2 separate regions of the Hordeum vulgare genome follow, and region 2 is linked to region 1. The links are chromatin contacts, called in public Hi-C maps. All regions are on one chromosome and are shown on one strand. Each heading gives the region's core, a stretch centred on a gene start, on an enhancer-like site or on the middle of the called end of the contact. The rest is flanking DNA. Distances are from core to core; before and after follow the strand shown.

Evidence for each region. Hi-C and Micro-C count contacts between places; a contact is called where the count stands out from the background.
Region 2: a contact with region 1 is called in a Hi-C map of seedling, with 6 times the contacts expected there. The contact joins the promoter of LOC123439751 here to the promoter of LOC123439712 in region 1. A contact is called at or near these places in 2 of 6 Hi-C or Micro-C datasets (leaf and seedling).

Annotation. Positions count from the first base shown.
Region 1 is chr1H:390,051,808-390,054,758 of MorexV3_pseudomolecules_assembly, reverse strand. It overlaps LOC123439712 (probable folate-biopterin transporter 7), which reads left to right and starts at 1,507. Exons shown (of 2, transcript XM_045116402.1): 1 at 1,507-2,051. The coding sequence starts at 1,775.
Region 2 is chr1H:390,381,812-390,384,762 of MorexV3_pseudomolecules_assembly, reverse strand. It overlaps LOC123439751 (AP2-like ethylene-responsive transcription factor SMOS1), which reads left to right and starts at 1,383. Exons shown (of 10, transcript XM_045116443.1): 1 at 1,383-1,743; 2 at 2,466-2,548. The coding sequence starts at 1,496.

The DNA.
Region 1 (2,951 bases), core at 258-2,757:
ATGTGTTGTCCAAAAATTCAGTGTATGTGCTGTCCAAATTCCAGTGTTTTGTTGTCCAAAAATCCAGTGTTGGTGTTATGCAAATTTCACTGTATAGGCTCTCTAAATTTTACTTATATGTCGTTCAAACTTCAGTGTACTTCCCATGATATTTTACTGCCATTTATCAAATGCTTTGGTGCCTTTCATCAAGTGATTTCAGTGCACCAAGGTTAGCTTCAACCCTGTGTGCTCTTTTGTTTTCCTAGGCACCCATGAGTTGGCCTTGTTGCAAGGATAAATGTGTTGATCTCATAATGAAGGGAACAAAAGGTACCGGGTATTTACTATCTCTACTGCAATACTACTATTTTTTGCAAATTACCGAAATAGTACTATATATAATTTGGGAAGATAATCGGGTCTCTTATTTAGTTTAGTCCACCTTTTTTCCCTTTATAGCTCCACCACCAAAAGATATGCCCCTTTTTAAATTTTGGCACAGGGCCCCGGATATTGCCGGTCCGGCCCTGATTAACTAGACATGTCAACAGAAAATGAAAACTACACTAGTGATGTTGGAGCATATTCAATAAACATGAGAAGCAGGAAACCACCTATCGGATTATATAGCACATAAATCCTAGGAGGACTATATTGCAAGAAGAGCTTGATATACATATTGCCAATAAATGCATGCCAAACTTGTATATTTGCAACCCCGCAAAAGAAAACTTGCATATTTGCAAGAAAAGCTTGATGCATCTATCGCAATGTCTACTACGGCTAAAATTATGGCATGTCAAACTTGCAATATTCAATCTGCTTTTTTTCATTTTTTAGCAATATTTTGACTTTTTCATGGGATGGCGTAGTTTACGAGAATGGACGTTTGGAGGCCGAGCTCCATGGTGATCGAAATTTTTGAAAAAAAAATAAAATTCGAACTTTTTGATTTAAAAAGAAACTAAAAAAATAGGCAAGTAAGGAAGGATGTTATGTATATGTGTGTAAAACTTAGGACTAAATATCTTAAAATACGACTTGAACAAAAAAGATAAATTCATGGCCTGAAACGATGAATAGTATCATGTGTTAAAAAGCCTTAGATTTGTCTTTTTTTACAACCCTCATTTTAACGTAATTTTTTCTGAAAATTTACACACATGTGTGTTACGCCTTCACTTATCTCTGTATTTTTTAGATTTTTTTGAAATACAAAAATATAAATTTTCATGAAATTTGAATTTCAAATTTAAAAGCCTTGGTGGAGGCCGAGCTTCAAAAGCAATTTCTACTAGAGTAGTTTACACCTTATATAATACAGTAAAAAGCAATTTAGTAAAAAGTGGCCCGGAGGCCGGCCGAAAAGGCACGCCGACATCAGGGAGCGCACTGACCCACCATGCACACACGGTCGATTGGTACTGGCCCACATGGCTCTGGGCCCCAGCGAGAGACGAGCCCGCCCGGAAGGAGGTACGGCCATACATACAGCGAGCCTCCACGCCCCCGTGTCATATCCGTGGCAACGTGTTGGTTCTTCTCGTGCCAACCATTCCATTCCACATTCCCCTGCATCACCACTGCTACTCTGTTCGGCCAAATAACACCTAACCCTCCCACGTGTCCTCCCGCCCCGGTGGGAGCACAACACAAGAACCACCACGAGCTCTCCCATTCCCTTCCCTCGGATCGGGAGCGGAGCAGGAACACAAGGCCCGGCGACGCGCGGATCAGACGAGACTCCGCACTGCCGGATTTCGGGGGAGGAGGAGGAGGAGGAGGGAGGGCCATGGAGAAGGAGCAGAAGGCGGAGGGCGAGAGGGCCGCCACGGCCGCCACGCAGCGGTGGGTGATCGGGGTGGGGTTCTGGGTGCAGGGCTTCCGGCTCTTCCCGTGGCTCGGCGTCAACTTCTTCCTCAAGGACGCCATGGGCGTCCCCTCCTCCTCGCTGCAGATCCTCCAGGCCTCCGCCACCCTGCCCATGGTCGCCAAGCCGCTCCTCGGCCTGCTCTCCGACGCCGTCCCCATCCGCGGCTGCCGACGCCTGCCATACGTCGCCATCGGCGGTACGCCCCCCCTCCCTTTATCCCCCCCACGTTATCGCATTGCCCTTCTCAGATCTGCCAACACCACTTTCCGTAATCTCCGACCGACGCCATGATCCTCATCGTGATTCCATTTCCATACCCTCCCTTCCCTTACTTTAACGGTTCATAACGTGGAACGCTCGAAAGCACGCTCGGTTCCATACCTCCCTTTACCGGTTAACCTGGAATTATAGGAACCACACTCGCGATGCAGAATGATAATTCTCTGAAATTTCCACCTTCCCTGCACTGCCCGTGTTGCACGCACAATTTCGCTCTTTCACTGTACTTGATCACTGATTAAACGAGTTGTAGGAATTCTAGTATGCCAGAGCAGTGTAGGATATTTTTACTCTTCTGCGCTGTCCTTGGAGAAAAAGTAAAATGATTACCACGCTAGAGCTTTCTGCGTTCTTTTCTTGCGTGCTGTTCACTTGTTTGCACATTGGTGTCATGTGGCGAATGACAGCGCCATAAAGAATATACTTGAACACAGTTGTCCTCTTGATTATTATGCGCGTGCCTTTTGTTTTCTTTCACTTTCACTTTCCCTTTCCGTTTTCTCTTCTGATTACCATCGTTCTCCATCTTTTCGTGAAGTAGTCTTTTAGAGCAGCAACCAGAGTGTCACGATGCATATTTTCTCAGTCGGATGTGGCCCTTGCCCTGCACTTTAAAGTGTCATAATTTGTGCAATACCACCACTTAAGATTGCCCATCTTCAGATTCCATGCTGAATATTTTGTTTTGATACAATTGACACAATCAGATGCCTAAGAAAAACTAATGTTATTTACTCAACGATAATCATGGTATGAAACCCAACAACTGATGCGTCTGAAAATGCTTGCGGTGTGCTGCAGTGTACCTTTTTTTTTC
Region 2 (2,951 bases), core at 134-2,633, 330 kb before region 1:
AAGATTTGCCCAAGAGCAAGAGGGTGCTAGGAAGGATGTCGAGCGTGCCTTTGGTGTTTCGCAATCTCGATGGGGCATCGTTCGGTATCCTGCTAATACGTGGAGCACGCAGAAACTGTGAAAGGTGATGACTGCTTGTGTGATCATGCATAATATGACCGTAGAAGACGAGCGCTCGGAACGTATGTACGATCAAGGGTTTTAGTTTCAGGGTGAGAATGTTGTGCCTGAGCATGGAGGAGCAACAACGTTTGAACAGTTCATCCAATTTCATCAAGACATGCATGATTGGGAAACACACGTGCAGCTGTAAAATGATTTGGTTGAGCATATGTGGGCTCATGTTGGCGACCAATGGATTTATCTTCTTATTCGTTTGCAAAAATATGTGAAAACTATGTTATGTTTATTCGGCTTGTAATAACTATGTTATTTTATTCGGTCCAAATTATGTTAGCAAATTCAATGCAAAATAGAACGGCCAGACAACCAGCCGGCCACGCCGGCACATATAGGTCGGCGCGTTGAACGCGCTGCCGACTCATATCTAAAACAGGACGGACGCCGACCGACCGGTCGATCCAAACGAACAAACCGAACTAATCTTCATTCGTTCGGATCAACCGTTAAAGTTGCTTTAAATACACGATTTTGGCCGATGCATTTGATATGCCCGTGGCGACGTGATTGACATGGGCTATCCCTACGTGACGTGACGTGACTGACATGATACGTGCTACCCCTACGTGACGTGAAGTGAGTGCAACATTAACACAGAGCTACTAGCCAGTAGAGAGAGTGAGCATGCAGCGCAGTACACCTGCCTTCAATGTGGCACGGCAGTACCGTGGTAGTGCAGTACTGTCCACGGCCTCCCATGAACCAACTCGACTCGATCAGCCCCATTCACTCACCTCCTGCCGCATCTGACACGGTGGCCAACGGTCCTGAGGCATTGAACTCAACTCAACTCCACTCCAGTCGGTTCATTTCCAGTGTTTTGTTTCTTTATGCATCATCATCATTCATCACGGAGTTCCATCTGCACATCCCTCGTGTTTTCCATCACGGGGTTTGCCCCTGTCGGGTCGGCATCGATGGGAGTAAGAATCGGCCACGCGAGCCGTACCGATGCCGTTCGCGGAAGCGACGACGGGCCGGACAAACCCGCATCCGGCGTGGCGCTGCTGCCGTCCCTTTCCGGCCCGCTACCATCGGCTCAACTCTCTTCCTTCTTCTCTAGCCGTCATCATCAATCGCGCATCCTCGGATTCCCCTGCGGCTCCCTGCTCCCCATGTGCCGGCCCACTGGGCTCCACGCGTCCCCATCCACCTCTGCCTCTGCTCCTCCTCCCCCACCCCTCCCCCCCTCCATTTGAAACCACCACCACGGCCGCCCCCAAACGGTCACCACTGCGACTCCTCCAAAGGCCGAAGCGCTCGCCCCCGTCCTCCTGCCTCGTCGCGCCGGCTCGACCGATCCGGTGGCGGCGCCATGGCCTCCCCCAACCCCGCCGCGGCCGACGCGGGGCTGCAGAACAAGCTGGAGGCCGCGGCGGGGGGAAGCGAGGGGCCGCCGCCCGCGTACGGCGCGGCGGTGGGGGTGGCCGCCGCGGAGCAGGCGCCGCCCAGGAGGCTCGCCCCGGCGCGGAAGGAGCGCGTCTGCACCGCCAAGGACCGCATCAGCCGCATGACGCCCTGCGCCGCCGGGAAACGCAGCTCCATCTACCGCGGGGTCACCCGGTACGTACCGCCCCTGCCTGGCCCGCTCACGGACTCATCTCCGCTGCTACCTGCTTTTCGTTTCCCGGCGACCATGTCTGGAAGAAGCTCAGCACTACAGATCGCCAATGAGCTTCCGTATGCGTCTCTGTCTCGAGTTATTGGGGGTGGGGAGCGTATCGGAAAGTGACGCAGAGCGTGACTAGCCTGGGAGATCCGATGAGAACTGGCACACGACGAGAATAAGTGAATGTTATAGAGGACTATTGCTGTTAGGTATCTCAACATTGCAGCCAGTGTTTGTCTCTGGTTATTATCACGAAACAGCTGTAAATTAATGTATGAACATCACAGTTAGTACCCTGTTCAAACGATGATCTGCAGGTCAGCACATGCTAATGGTTAATGTGCACGCTCAACCACGAGAAATTACAAGTAGTATTACCTCCGATGTCTGGCCACCTTAATTGTTTACAAATACTTCCAAGTTTGACCTCTTCACCGTGCTTGGCACTTCATGCTTCTCGGTGCGCATTTCATATTTGGTGTCCTCCTTCGCTCCTTCCTTCTCCACTTATGAGTATTATTTTCTGTACTATACGCTATTATTTCTTTTCTTTTTTACTGCCTTCAACAGACATATACTTCCTTAAACTTTTTGTGAGCATAGCATTATCTCCTTTTGGTGTTCCTTATACATGTATTCATTCAATTTATTACTTAGCCCAATGTTGCATCAATAGGCATAGATGGACAGGGCGATATGAGGCTCACCTTTGGGACAAAAGCACATGGAATCAGAATCAGAATAAAAAAGGGAAACAAGGTATGCGACTATTGTGTGCTCAGTACAGAGTTACAGCTGTTGTTAATTTATCATGCTTCTTTAGCAATCTTATTACATTGGTGTATAGGAAACTTGTCCATCTTAACTTCCTTTTATTGCAGAGGTCATTTGGGATTATTGTGTGCTCAGTACAGAGTTACAGCTGTTGTAAATTTATCATGCTTCTTTAGCAATCTTATTACATTGGTGTATAGGAAACTTGTCCATCTTAACTTCCTTTTATTGCAGAGGTCATTTGGGATTATTGTGTGCTCAGTGCAGAGTTACAGCTGTTGTAAATCTAGCATGCTTCTTTAGCAATCTATTACATTGCTGTATAGGAAATTTGTCCATCTTAGCTTCCTTTTATTGCAGAGGCCATTTGGGATATTGTGTGCTAAGT